Regions from separate parts of the Sus scrofa genome. Here region 1 is linked to region 2. The links are chromatin contacts, called in public promoter capture Hi-C maps. All regions are on one chromosome and are shown on one strand. The core of a region is the stretch at or near the end of the contact, and the rest is flanking DNA. Distances in the headings are between cores, read along the strand shown.

The links. Promoter capture Hi-C pulls out the DNA fragments that hold promoters and counts their contacts.
Region 1: a promoter capture Hi-C map of liver shows a contact between it and region 2, with 3 times the contacts expected there. The contact joins the promoter of ZNF260 here to the promoter of ZNF565 in region 2. A contact is called at or near these places in 1 of 5 promoter capture datasets (liver), 1 of 47 Hi-C or Micro-C datasets (heart right ventricle) and 1 of 2 datasets of contacts at active chromatin or transcription factors (alveolar macrophages).

What each region holds. Positions count from the first base shown.
Region 1 is chr6:45,852,888-45,860,583 of Sscrofa11.1, forward strand. ZNF260 (zinc finger protein 260) reads left to right here and starts at 5,187. Exons shown (of 5, transcript XR_002345315.1): 1 at 5,187-6,646.
Region 2 is chr6:45,574,384-45,581,233 of Sscrofa11.1, forward strand. ZNF565 (zinc finger protein 565) reads right to left here and starts at 2,583. Exons shown (of 6, transcript XM_021097171.1): 1 at 2,473-2,583. ZNF146 (zinc finger protein OZF) reads left to right here. Exons shown (of 7, transcript XR_002345320.1): 5 at 1,921-2,713.

The DNA of each region.
Region 1 (7,696 bases), core at 3,937-6,436, 280 kb after region 2:
GCAATGCGGGATCCAAGCGTGTCTGTGACCTTCACCACAGCTCATGGCAAAGCCGGATCCTTAGCCCAATCAATGAGCAAGACCAGGGATCAAACCTGCGTCCTCATGGATACTAGTTGGGTTTGTTAACCACTGAGCCATGACGGGAACTCCATCAGAGAGACATAATTTAAAGGATGGTCTCCAACCTAGATGAAAGGACTCAAACTAGCTGATGCACAGCAAAAGTGAAGGAACTGACTCTTGAAGTCATATTTCCACTTAAAGGGGGCTCCTGCACGGGACTGGTCTATCTATAACAAGGACAGCTGACCTCAAACTCACCTAAAAACAAGAGAAGCTCAAACAAAGAAATGACACTCATTCCAAGACAATAAGACAACAGCAGAAATAGCTATTCCAAGATGCCAGACCTAACTATATAATCCTATAGTGTTCTCTTGATCTCTTGGACTTTTTTGCATATGAATCAAATGTTTTCTATGATGGGCACAATCCTACGTACAGTGTAAAAATTAATCTAGGAGTTCCCATCGTGACATAACAGAAACAAATCCGACCGGGAACCATGAGGTTGCAGGTTCAATCCCTGGCCTTGCTCAGTGGGTTAAGGATTGCCGTGAGCTATGGTGTAGGTCGCAGGTGCAGCTAGGATCTCACGTTGCTGTGGCTGTGGTGTAGGCCAGCAGCTGTAGCTCCAATTTGACCTCTAGCCTGGGAACCTCCGTTTGCTGTGGGTAAAGCCCTAAAAGTCAAAATAATAATAATAATAATTGATCTAATTAATTAGGTATGGTCAGTTAGCTACATCCAGTACTTCTGGTGGATTTCTCGACTCCAAGTCTCTGACTGGATAGCCCTAAGGAAATTTGTTATAAAAATAGTTCTGTTTGGGGTCCTGTCGTGGCGCAGTGGTTAACGAATCCGACTAGGAACCATGAGGTTTCGGGTTCAATCCCTGGCCTTGCTCAGTGGGTTAAGGATCCAGCGTTGCCGTGAGCTGTGGTGTAGATTGCAGACTCAGCTTGGATCCCACGTTGCTGTGGCTCTGGTGTAGGCCCGAGGCTACAGCTCCGATTCAACTCCTAGACTGAGAACTTCCATATGCCGCGGGAGCGGCCCCAGAAAAAGGCAAAATCAATCATATTTGCTCTGACCCTGGCCATAAATATGAGTTTTCTTTTAAAGTTATTCAAGTTCAATCCGAGCAATAAGCTAAATATCGGTGAAAAAATAGAAACTCTCAATTATTAGGAGGGAGCCTCCCTCAATTACGGGATAGATTTATATGGCTAACATCAAGCTATGGTCATTTAACGGAACAATTTGTTTGCTGGGGACAACCAAACCATACTAAAGATAATCAGCCTGGAGTTCCCACTATGGCACAACGGGATCCACAGTGTCTCTGCAGCACCAGGGTGCAGGTTTGGTCCCCAACCCAGTGTAGTGGGTTAAAGGATCTGGTGTTGCCACAGGTTCAGCACAGGTCCCAACTGTGGCTCAGATCTGATCCCTAGCCTGGGAAATCCATATGCCTAGGGGCAGCCAAAAAGAAAAAAAAGATAATCAGCCTTAACACTAGCAAATAGGGCTGAGTGCCTTATGAATGTTTATATATCATTAAAGATAACTACTGATAAGGAATAGACTGGGTCCCGATAACAAGCGATATACTGGGTCACACCTAAAGGAAGTAGTTGGTTTAAATTCTTAGTTATGACCTTATTAATACTACTAGCTAGATTACTTTGGCTATTTTACAATACTATTTCTGCATTACCAAATGTGTGACTAAGCCTCTGATAAAAATGATGACTAAGCAACCTGAAACAATTAACCAAAAATACAGTTCTACACATGTATATATATATACATGATCAAAATAACTGTAATAATGTAGTTCTAGATATGAAAAAAAAAAGCAGCAAGGGGGAATCATTTTCTAAACCATAACAGACTAGTAAGACAGATGCCCCAGAGACTTTTATGACTACCATTAACAGTGCCTAGTTTAGTAATAGCACACTGAGTGGCTTATCAACATAATTCTCACTTGACCTAGAAATGAGCCTTCCTAGTGATACTGTACATAGCCCTGTGGGGCTCCTGGGCGCAAGAGCCTTTCTGTGTCCCCCATTCTTAGGAAATGGGCCGCGTTCATCCACCATGACCTTCCCCAAGTTCCTAGGGACAGGTTCAGACAGTTGCTGCTGATCAGGGAAGCAGCAACAGTCAAGGAACAATAGTAACAGCCTTGGGGTAGGATCCTGGTTCCCTCTCAAGGAATACACAATATAGGCACCTTATACATCTAAGAGAAAAGCTATATTCCTTCACTTCTTTTTGAAATGTATACTTCACAATTGAACAGCTTAGAGTCTTAACTGTACTCCAAACACAATCACCCGTAAATGATGGATTAGGCACCCTGAGCACAACTGCCTGTGAGTCACCAACTATAAGCCACGTGATGTTTCTTTTGAGGCCCTTCCTAAATTGCCCTAATCACTAACCAATATGCCCTTCTTGCAAGAATTTTTATTTCTAGGGACAATCCAGACACGATAACCCAGATCACCAGGGTCATGCTGAGATCTCATGACACCAACCTCGATGACTACAGATTCCACCCCTAAAGAAAGAATGTATATTTACCTCCAACCCTGATTCTTATCCAGAAACCTGTTTTTCTCCTTTTAGCTATAAAACTTCTTGCAATCCTTCCCAAGAGGGGGGCACAGTCTTTAAGGCATTAACCTGCTGTGGCCCTCCTTTGCCTGGCAAAGCAATAAAGCTATTTTTTTTTTCTCCTTTACCCAAAACTGTCTCTGCGTTTCAATTCGGCACTGGCAGACAGGCAAAATTCCGGTAACACTAGCAGGGCGGGACAAATTGGTCACAAAATGTCTCCCAAACCTTGAATTTATGAACAAAAGGGGGTAAATGTAAAACAAAGAATGTTGCCCACCATTCAGTTCTACAAGAATCAAGTCATTAGCCACTAAAGTCACTGATGTACAATACACCCTGAAAGGAATTCAGAATGAGTCACTCTGTGCTCTGTAAAAATGGACCTTTAGATAATTAGGACTATTTCAGGTGAATTTTTTAATGAACTTGGATTCTTGCATCTTCCCATACTTAGAAAAGCACTAAAATCATTAATTGAGATATCTGTTCCTTGTAACTAGCAGTAACCTTCTACCGAGATATATCCTTAATTGCACATACCCCTTCATCTCTTCAGAGCAGTTTCTCAGAGCTATCTTGGAGGTTGTCTTCTGGGCTACAGTCCCCAGTTAAGTCCCCAAATAAAACTGAAACTCACAGCTCTCACACTGTGCATTTTTATCTCAATCAACATCATGATGAAGACAATTACATGCTACAAGACTCATGCATCTATGAGTACATTTTTTTTTTTTTGGTTACTAAATAACATATACAATATATACCATTTAAAGTCCTCTATTTTCATTTAATATAATACTGTAAATTCTCTTCTTTTCCTCATAAATACATTTATAAGATGGTTGCTCCATATGCAACACAATATCCACAGGAAGGAAGAGAAAGGAAGTCAAAAGCATACATGCCCACTGAGCCTGTCCCACACCCCTCTTTAAAGAACTGTTTAAGAAACCCAATCTAACAGCTTTTGTTTACATCTATAAGATAAGATAAAACGTGGAGGGGTTTTTTTGTTTGTTTGTTTTTTCCTATTCGTTTCTCTTTAAGCTGGGCACAGTGCCCCTTCAAACAAAATCAGGATTTTTTTTTTTTTTTGGTCTTTTTAGGGCTGCACCCGCGGCATATAGAGGTTACCAGGCTAGGGGTCAAATCAGAGCTATAGCTGTCGGCCTACACCACAGCCACAGCAATACCAGATTGAAGCCGCCTCTGTGAACTACACCACAGCTCAAGGCAGCACTGAATCCTTAACTCACTGACTGAGGCCAGGGATAGAACCTGCGTCCTCATGGAACCACAACAGGAACTCCAAAATCAGGATGTTTGTAGCAATACAGACTGGATACTGCGTTAGTCACACATACAATAAAACAACACTAATGTTAAAAATATTCTCAAATAGGAGTTCCCGTCGTGGCACAGTGGTTAACGAATCCGACTAGGAACCATGAGGTTGCGGGTTCGGCCCCTGCCCTTGCTCAGTGGGTTAACGACCCGGCGTTGCCGTGAGCTGTGGTGTAGGTTGCAGACGCGGCTCGGATCCCGCGTTGCTGTGGCTCTGGCGTAGGCTGGTGGCTACAGCTCCGACTGGACCCCTAGCCTGGGAACCTCCATATGCCGCGGGAGCGGCCCAAGAAATAGCAACAACAACAACAACAACAAAAAGACAAAAGACAAAAAAATAATAATAATAATAAAATATTCTCAAATAACTCAATTATGTGAGAAGTTATAATAACATCACTTAAATGAAAACATAAAAAATATATATGTATCTATATATCTTCATATGTGTACACGTGTAAAAACAAAATAGCACACAAGATAAACTGTTTGCCATATTAATTTTAAAAATTAGGAAGTTCAAGGAAGACGTTTCCAAAGAGAAATACTAGGTTCCAGGTTAATGACGGGTCTTTGTTATGCGTTTGCCAAGAAAAAAAAAATCACTTCCTGAAAAAAACAAAGCGAAAATATCGTCACCTTTAAAAAGACTTTTAGATGTCACAACTAATATTTTCTCCTCCTCTGAGATTTCTCTTGGAAGAGGACTATGTTAGCTAGACAGCAGTAAGTAAAAAATGGGGTTAAACCAAAGTGTGCTTGGTTTTGCAGAAACCGTTAAATTGCATAAAGTTCCAAACACCACATGTTTCAAAAAATTAGTGGGAACAAACAACCAAAACACATGTTTGCTTACAGATTTTGGCAACCTAGAGTAACCTTTGCCTCTTTAATATGCCTGCCTTTTCGAGACTATGCATTGCCCCTCACCCCCACCCCGGGTTTAAAACTTCTCCCTCCAGCTCTGGAGAAACAGTGCTTTGAGAGCTATCTCCCTGTCTCCTTACTTGTCACAAGTAATACATGCTTCTGCTTTAATCGAAAGCACGTGGTGTGTTTATTGGCTCCGCACTACAAGGGACAGACCCAATGAGCCGCTAATAGACCGAGATGGGCAAGAACAACTTTTTTTTTTTTTTTTTAGGGCACACCCGCGGCATATGGAGGTTTCTAGGCTAGGGGTCCAATCGGAGCTACAGCTGCCAGCCTACGACCCACATCACAGCTCACCGCAACGCCGGATCCTTAACCCACTGAGCGAGGCCAGGGATCAACAGCAACCTCATGGTTCCTAGTCGGATTCGTTTCTGTTGCGCCACGAAGGGAACTCCCGAACCTTTCTTGGGGTCCAAATGATAAAGTCACCTTACTCCCTTGCCCTCCCGCCCCCAAAAGAGGAAGGCTAACAGAGAAGATCTAGGCTTCCACTTTAACCTCAATATCATATTCAAGGTCTTTACTGCTAAGGGGAAGAGCCATCCCGTTTCTCACATATGACTATACGTGACACACAGTGCCGACCCTCAAATTTACGCATCCAGTGCTGCACAGTCACATATCTACCGCTAGACACAAAGGTAACAACCTCAGTCATAAATTCTTCCCTCCGCACAGTGCCACACAGTTTCCGTTGGGACGCAGTCACAGAAGCACAATCACAAAACTCCCTATGCCTGCACACAAAGAGGAACACATGGTCATTTAGAAAAAATTCACACACCTACCACAGGGACACACAGTATCACACCACGGCGACTCGCTACGTAAAACTCCTCACATACATAAACACGGTATCACACACAGTCACAAAAAAAAGACACATCACTGAAGCACAGAGTCACACACAACTTCATAACCGACACTCCCCTCCCCAAACCCGCCCATTCCGCCTGAACAGACTTAAAACAAGTCTTGATCCCGGTTCCGCGAGACAGACGTTTCACCTCCAATCTCCCGCGCAGGGCATCAGCGGCCGGGCTCAACCACTCGAGACTAAGGCCCGGCTGCCGAAGAGCTCCGCTCAGAGCCGCCGCCGGAGACCGCGGCGCCCTCTGGGAAATGTAGTTGAGCGCCGCACTCGCGAGGGACAAGATGGCGCCGGGGGTGAACCCGGCCAAAGAGATCCGCCCACCACTCCATTCTTCACCCCTGCTCGCCCCCAACCTCAAACGCGCCCTGGAGCTTGGCGCTCCTGGCATACCCTGGCACTGTGGCTTCTAGTGGGAATCACCCCAGCGTGCTTAAAGTGAGCTTATTGTATATAACCCGAGGCATATCACTGCCCTCTCCCAGAAGTAGACCTAACACAGGTAGAATGTTATTTACCTAAGTCCTGAGGCTCAGCCTAGAGACACTTGTCCCCCGACAAGGGAGACAGTGCCAAAGCTATGGTGGAGTTGAGAAAGCGCGAAAGACGATTGGAATCACTGAAACTTCTGGGAAATGTAGTCCACAGTCACCAAAGTGGGCGACCGACCAACATCATCGGACTCCGCAGGGTAGTGAGCCGGGGCTTGTTGAAGCCCAGGAGACCTCTGGGAGTGCTACCCAGCCCAAGGAGTGCGCAGGCGCAAGCTTTCTGGCTCGCCATCGTCGTCTTTGTCTGCTGGTGAGTTTGTTTTTGGTTCTGCGGCGGTCAGATCTGGGTGCGGGATCTAGGTTTCTGGGCTTACAATCCAGTCAGCGGGAGTTTATAGGAGAGGTTTCGCGGAGCCTACGACTGGGCTGGGAAAATTGAACGGGAAGAATCGCCTTCTGTGACGTGCATTGTTCAAAGCTCATGTGGATGGGGGCAGGGGTACAGAAGGAAACTGGGGCGGGTTCGCGTGTGGGCGACCAAGGGTGTGACAGTTGTAGAGTTGCAACTTGTGTAGTTCCAAGTTAGTGGGTGGCATTGTGAGCTTAGTGGGGTAGTATCATCTAAACCTCACTTTCTAAAAATAATGGTAATAAGGATGCATCTTTCTGGAGCATCTGTTTCTATGAAAGGTGAGAAAGGGAGAAAGCTAAACAATTGTGCGGATAAGTAATTTTTAAAGCGATTTTTATATAAAAGACTCATTGTGGAGTAGAAAACAATATCATCATTTTAAAAAAATCTAAGGGGAAAGATTTCCGGAAAACTTATTAATGGATGTCTAAACTACACCTAGGTATTGACTTTTCTTAATTTTTTGGAGGCATTTTGGTGAGGCTGCATTGAGAATTCCTGGACTAAGGAATAGCTTTAGGCGAGGTAGTTTGTACTAGTGCAGACAGCACAGAATTGGGAAGCAAGTTGTCCAGTCTTTGGTGGAGAAATCAAGTAACCGACTTAAGACTCCCTAGTTTGTCAAGAATCATGGCAGTCACACTAATTGGACCAGGCTTTCCCCAAACCAAATAGCCTTTTGTAAATGTAGTGAAACGAATTTTTATTTTCCCTATCTACAATTTCTTTCGGTATAACACAAAATAGTTTTCAATAAAGTGAAAAAGTATCAGTATAAAAATTCATGTATAGACATAATAGCTTTGATAAATACTGAAAGTAATCAGTAAGAGTTATCAAGAAGACTACTTTATTTGCATAGCAACAAATCAGATAAAACACCTAGGGATAAAGAGCAAATGTGTAAAACTTATATGAAGATTATTTTTAAATGTTAATGAAGGAGCT
Region 2 (6,850 bases), core at 1,333-3,832:
AAAATTCAGACTATACTTTTGTAAGTTAGTGAAAAAATTAAATGGGGAGAAGGAAAATCTATTTCTTTTTTTCTGTCTTTTCTAGGCTGCACCTGAGGCATATGGAGGTTCCCAGGCTAGGGGTCTAATTGGAGCTGTAGCTGCCGGCCTACACCACAGCCACAGCAACTCGGGATCTGAGCCGCGTCAGTGACCTACACCACAGCTCACGGCAACTCTGGCTCCTTAATCCACTGAGCAAGGCCAGGGATTGAACCTGCAACCTCATAGTTCCTAGTTGGATTTGTTAACCACTGAGCCATGACGGGAACTCTGGAAAATCTATTTCTAACAGGATTCTAATTAATAAATGTAGAAGGAATAATGGAAGCCAAAAAAAAAAAAAAAAAATCACCATCTGGCAGATACTTGGTAATAAATTCTCAGGTAAGAATTAGCAATGCAGAGTTCCCGTTGTGGCTCAGAGGTTAACGAACTCGACTTAGCATCCATGTGGACACAGGTTCGATCCCTGGCCTCACTCATGGGTTAAGGATCTGGTGTTGCCAGGAGCTGTGGTGTAGGTCGAAGATGTGGCTTGGATCTGGCGTTGCTGTGGCTGTGCTGTAGGCCCGTAGCTACAGCTCCAATTAGACCCCTAGCCCGGGAACCTCCATAAGCTGCTGGTGTGGCCCTAAAAAGACAAAAGACAAAAAAAAAAAAGAAAAAGAAATAGAATTAGCAATGGATGCAGTTGGTGAAAGATTGATAAACAGCATATTTATAGGCAAAGTCTTTCTCCATGAGATACATTAACTATAAAGGGAAAAGAATGATTTTGCAGTGGAGAAACCTGGCAAATTAAAGTTAACACCGCTAACAATGAGACAAATTGATCTCATGGGACTCTCAATGAGATGCATTGAGAAGAATACATTCCTCTTGGGGTGGTCTTGCTTCAACTGCATAACCTGAATTTAATTATGGAGTATCAGACAACCTCGAATTGAGGAAGACTACATTGCAGAATTTACAAAATGGCCAGTTCTCAAGGTCATGGAAGACAAGGAAAGACTTAAGTGACTATGCCAGTTTAAAGAAGACTAAGGAGAATTATCAATGGCAATATATGATCCTGGATTGGATCCTTATCCAGAAAGGACCCTAAAGACACCGATGAAATTTGAATAAGGTTTGTAGATTAGTGATTAATAATATATGAGTGTTAATCTAATTTTGACCATGTACTGTGATTATGTAAAATGGTAACCTATAGAGAAACTGGGTTAAGAGTATTTGGAGAAATCTTTTTTTGTAGCAGTTTTAAATCTAAAGCCAATTCAAATGTTTAAAAAATTGTAGATGAACATTAGGTGTGCAGGGAGCAAAGAGGGTGTGGGTCCTTCAGTTCACCTTCATGGCACTCAGAAATTTACTCAAAGGCAAATACCAGACACTAGTTTCTCCCGGGGCAGGGTGGTGGTGTCTTATCTGTGTTAAGTAAGAAGTTTCAGAAGGAGGAAAGAAAAGCACGTGTTGAAAGGAAATAACAAGCCCCAAATGGTGTCATTTGTCCCCACAATAACAAACCAAGACTTATTTCTAGTTTCAGGCTTTCTCAAGAATGTGTTAAATCTTTAAACAATCAATCTGGAATTTCCTGGTTAGCACCAGAGAGATAATTTGCATGATAAAACCCTAGCCGTTCCCCTCCCCTAAAAGGTGACCGGGCCTAAAACAATGCTTTCTTTTCTTTTGCTAGTAACTTCCTTGCCCCACTTTCCTACTGCCTATGAAAACTTTCGATTTTGTACATCTCCTTGGAGTATCTCTCCGTTTGCTAGATAGGATCCTGCCCGATTCATGAACTGTTAAATAAGGACAATTAATTTTCACGTTTATTTGGCTGAATTTTTTGTTTTGCTTTTTTAACACACGTAGAGAAAGAAGGGTTTCAGGGGAAGAAGAAAACTTGATGCACGGACAGCTTGGCTTCTGGATGTTCAACAATAGTTCTTTCCTTCTCCTTTCAATGTATGTCTTAGAGAAGAGTCAAGAAAAAGCAATCATGAGGAGCCAGGGCAGTTTTAATGGGTCATCGCCCACCCGTCCTACACAGGAGGAGGGAGGGCACAGAAGATGCCCAATCTCGGTGTTACAGATGCTCGCTGTTCAGGGCTATAATTTGTCAGAGCACTAGAGTCACAGGGACCTCACACCCACAAAATTGGTGCTGCACAAAATAGTGTCACACGGACACAACCACACATCCACTCTTAACACACACAGGACACAACTACACAATCATAGACACCTCCACACCCGTATACACAGGCACAATCACACCACTAACGCAGTTACACAATCTACTCACCACCATGACACACAAAGACACATTCAAAATAGCGCATCCTCAGCCCGTTCCCGCCAGCGCGCACAAACCCAAGGCTCTGGACACGCCCCGTCCCCGCCCCAGACTCCCAGACCCCTCACCTTCTGCCTCCCCTTGGTCGCGTCCGGGTCCCGGCGGAGCAAACGATCTCGCCACGACGTCAAGAGACACGTAACGCTGGGCCGCTGTGGACTCTGGGAAACGTAGTCCAGGACCAGACCAGCCAGAGACATGATGGCGTCCTCAAACCAGAAAGTCAGAGCTCGGCCTATATGACACTGCTTCAAAGAGGAGGGTTCCAGCTCCAAACGTCCACCAGGCTTGAGCTGATATCCCCCCAAGGTAGGACTACTTGACCTGAGAGCCTCATAATCAAAGGACGTGGCCGCAACATTCGTATAGGAAAGGCAGAAGGAGATACTGGGTGTCGACCCGCAAAGCATTAAGGGAAATGTAGTTCAAGGCCGGAAAAGCGGCATTGCTTTGATAGAAGGTAACCAGACACCAGCTTGGGCTTGGCCGCGGTGACCGTGCGGGCTGCGTCGCGGGGGTTTCTGGGAGTGCTCACTCGCCCTCTGAGTGCGCAGGCGCAGCATACCGAGTGGACATTTTGGTCTTTGTCCGCGGGTCAGTCCGGCCCCTGGGTCCACGTGGCGCGAAAATAGGAGGTGGGATGTGGACGTCTTGGGCCGATAGGGTCGGGGAGGTTGAGGGGAAGGATTCCAGATCTATTGGGGTGCGGCGCGAGGAAGGGGAGTGGGTTTTAGAGCTTCTAGTCTACGTGTGGGGTGGGGGTGGGGGCCTCTGAGGAGGGTTCGAGTGTGCGTGACCCTGAGTTTGACCGCAAGTTAGACTAAATGTTTGAGAACATTGAGGAAGAAACTGGGCTCAGGGTATGTATGGCTTGCGTCTAAGAGGGAGACCGGCATTGAGATAACGTCCGAGCGGCACTTCTCTTGTCGAAAGTGCTGATAATAACGGTGCCATCTTCCTGGAATACCTAATTTACTTGCAGATTGGAAGGGGGTTAAGCACCAAGTGGTAATTAATTTTAAAATATGCTTTTCTATAAAATACATTTCTTATTAATTAGGTACAATGCAAATCATCGTGACTTATTGCTTTTTTTTTTAAACAAGCAGAAATATTTCAAAGGAACTTTTTGTTATGGGGACCCTGTTTCAAACGGTCTCAAATATTCTGATCTTTGAGGAACTTTAATAGGGCTGCTGTTAAGCCTAGGTAGAGTAGATATCAGCGTTACCTTTTGAGAAGTAGTGTCAACATATCGCAGAAAGCAGAGTACTAGGAAGTCAAGGGTCTGGGGTTCTAGGATAAACACAGTTATCCTCGTTCTTTGGGGAAAAAAAAAAACAAACAAACTTGCTGCAGTGTTTATCCATGAATCCGAACTAGTTAGGTGTACTAACTCCTAAATGCGTGGAAGTGTTCTCAGGTTGTATGGGTTTTGTGAAGAAAGGGAGATACTATTATTAAGGATAACCCACAGTTGTCCTTCAAGGTTTTAAATAATAAGAGAGTTAAATAATTGGTTACCAAATCAGTGTCTGTAGATCAGTAGCCTTCAAATAAACAACAGTCAGGTAGAAGGTATAGTAGAAGACCACTGTTTACACGAACTGTCTTTTAAAAATCGAGGAGTAAATTTAAGAAACGTTTAAAACTATTGGAAAAGAACTTTAGAATACTGCTTTCGGGGGTAACATAAGATGTGAACAAATAAATATACAATGTTTTTCAGTGGGAATTTCTCATAAAGAAGTGTGTGCAAGATTTCCCATCGTGGCTTAGCAGTAATGCACTAGACTAGTATGCTTGAGGACTTGGGTTCAATCCCTGGCCTTGCTCAGTGGGTTAAGGATCTGGTGTTGCCTTGAGCTGCATTGTAGGTCACAGACTTGGCTTGGATTTGGCGTTGCTGTGGCTCTAGCGTAGGCCATGGGCTGCAGCTCCGTTTCGACCCCTAACCTGGAAACTTCCATATGCCACACCTGTGGCCGTAAAAGGACCAAAAAAAAAAAAAAAAAAAAAAAAAAGGTGGATAAATTCAAGGGTTTGGGGTTTTTATGCTTTTTACGTCAGTACATGTGGCGTATGAAAGTTCCCATACTAGGGGCAGTCGAATCAGAGCTGCAGTTGCTGGCCTATGCCAGAGTCACAGCAACAGCAACGCCGGATCCTTAACCCACTGAGCAAGGCCAGGGATCGAACCAATGTCCGCATGGATACTAGTTGGGTTCGTTATCACTGAGCCATGGTGGGAACTCCCAAATTAATTTATTAATTTAATGTTATCCCAGTAAAAGTATCCATAGGTTTTTGGTTTTTTTTCTCTTGGACCTAAATAAGCTGATTGTGCACTTCATGTGGAAAAATAGACAAGCTAGAATAGCCGGTAGAGCTCTGAAAAAGAAAAGCATTTAGGGTATAGGGAGGTGGGAGCCTAACAATAACATTTTAGGTCCTCATAAATTAAAATAGTATTGTTATTAGAAGGAAACAGGCTTATGAAGGGCCATTCCTCAGTGTTTAATGACCTAGTTATTTCACAGATGGAAATTTTACAAATATACCCGAATTTACATGAAGTGACACAGGTACAAAGTTGCTCATTGCAGCACTGTTTCACATAGGGAGAGACAATTTATGCTCATCAGTAGGATATTAGTGTGATAAAATTATGGCATGTGTAAACAACAGTAACTTACAGCTTTAAAAAAGAATGAGGAGAAGTTTTCTGTATTCTTTTTTTTTTTGGTCTTTTGTCTTTTTTGTTGTTGTTGTTGTTGCTATTTCTTGGGCCGCTCCCGCGGCATATGGAGGTTCCCAGGCTAGGGGTCTAATCGGAGCTGTAGCCACCGGCCTACGCCAGAGCCACAGCAACTCGGGATCCAAGCCACGTCTGCAACCTTCACCACAGCTCACGGCAACGCCGGATCGTTAACCCACTGAGCAAGGGCAGGGACCGAACCCGCAACCTCATGGTTCCTAGTCGGCTTCGTTAACCACTGCGCCACGACGGGAACTCCTGTTTTCTGTATTCTAACACTGAAGTAACTCCAAAAATGTAAAGTGAAAAACGCAGAATGCGTGGTATGCTTCATATGGATTAAGGGGAGAGGTAAGAATATATGCTTGTATTACTTTCCATTAAAAAAAAATAAGAAGATCTACAGCAAATAAAATTGGCTACCTCTGTTGGGATAGAGGTACAGGCATAGATAGGATGAATGCAAATACTTTTTTATGTTTCTTCCCAACTATATGAATTTATTATATATTCAAAAATCAAAGTAATTTTTTTTTTTTTTAAATTCAATGACTGCACCTGAGGCATATGGAAAGTTCCTGGGCCAGGGATTGAATCCAAGCCACAGCTGTAATCTTTGTTGGGTCTGCAGCAGTGCTGGATCCTTTAACCTACAGCACCAGGCCAGGGATCAAATCTGCACCTCTGCAGCTACCCAGGCTGCTACAGCCCATTGCACCACAGCAGGAACCCCCCTCCCCCCCTTTTTTAAAGGAGAATTTAGGCCATGGAGCCAGATTCCTCCCTCTGCGGCTTTCTGCCTAGGTGTCCTTAGGCAGGTACTTATACCTTGTGTCTCAGTTTCTCAGCTAGTAATATAGGAAAAATAATAGTCCCTGATTCACAGGGTGATTGTGCAGATGCGGAGTTCTAAGGAATAGTGCTTAGGGAAGTTCTCTGATGGCCTAGAGGGTTGAGGCTCCTGCATTCTCAGGGCTGTGGCTCTGGTTGCTGCTGTAGGTTCAGTCCCTGGCCTAGGAATTCCCACATAGTGCCTGTGTGGCAAAAGAGAAAAAAAAATACAAAAACAAAAAACAACGACTCTCATTTAAGAAAAAAAAGAGTGCTTAGTATTAGGAAGTAGTGGATAAATGTTAAATGGTACTAATACCACAGAACAGTATTTCTTCAGAAATAGTGTAGTCATTTGTATTACGGTAAAAATTTCTGAAAGATTCAGATAAAGTAGATGATCTTTTTTAATTTCCGTATTTAAACGTTTTTCCTTTTGTAACTGGAATGAGGAAGTTAGGTTTGTGTTCAAGTTACATTCATCTAGAAACTCATCACTACCTCCTTCAGCAGATAAATCTGATTTCTGATTGTTACTTCCTCACAGTTCTAATTCAGAACCTCCGATGTTTTTTAAATATCCTAATTGTGACTTATTTTTGGTTAGACTGCATCAGAGGTGATCTTCAAATTGCATAACATTAGGGAAATGTATGACTGGTCCACCATTAGTGATTATATTTTTCCCTTTATGACCAAAATAAAATCTGTATGTTCACAGTTTGGCACCATACAAATATCCTTTGCCCATCAATCATTTAATGAATGGTTTTAACACCAATAAACAATCTTTAGCTGAATCTTTAACTTCAGTGTTGCAAAGTGCTGGTTTTCTCATTTTTTTCATTCCTTTTATG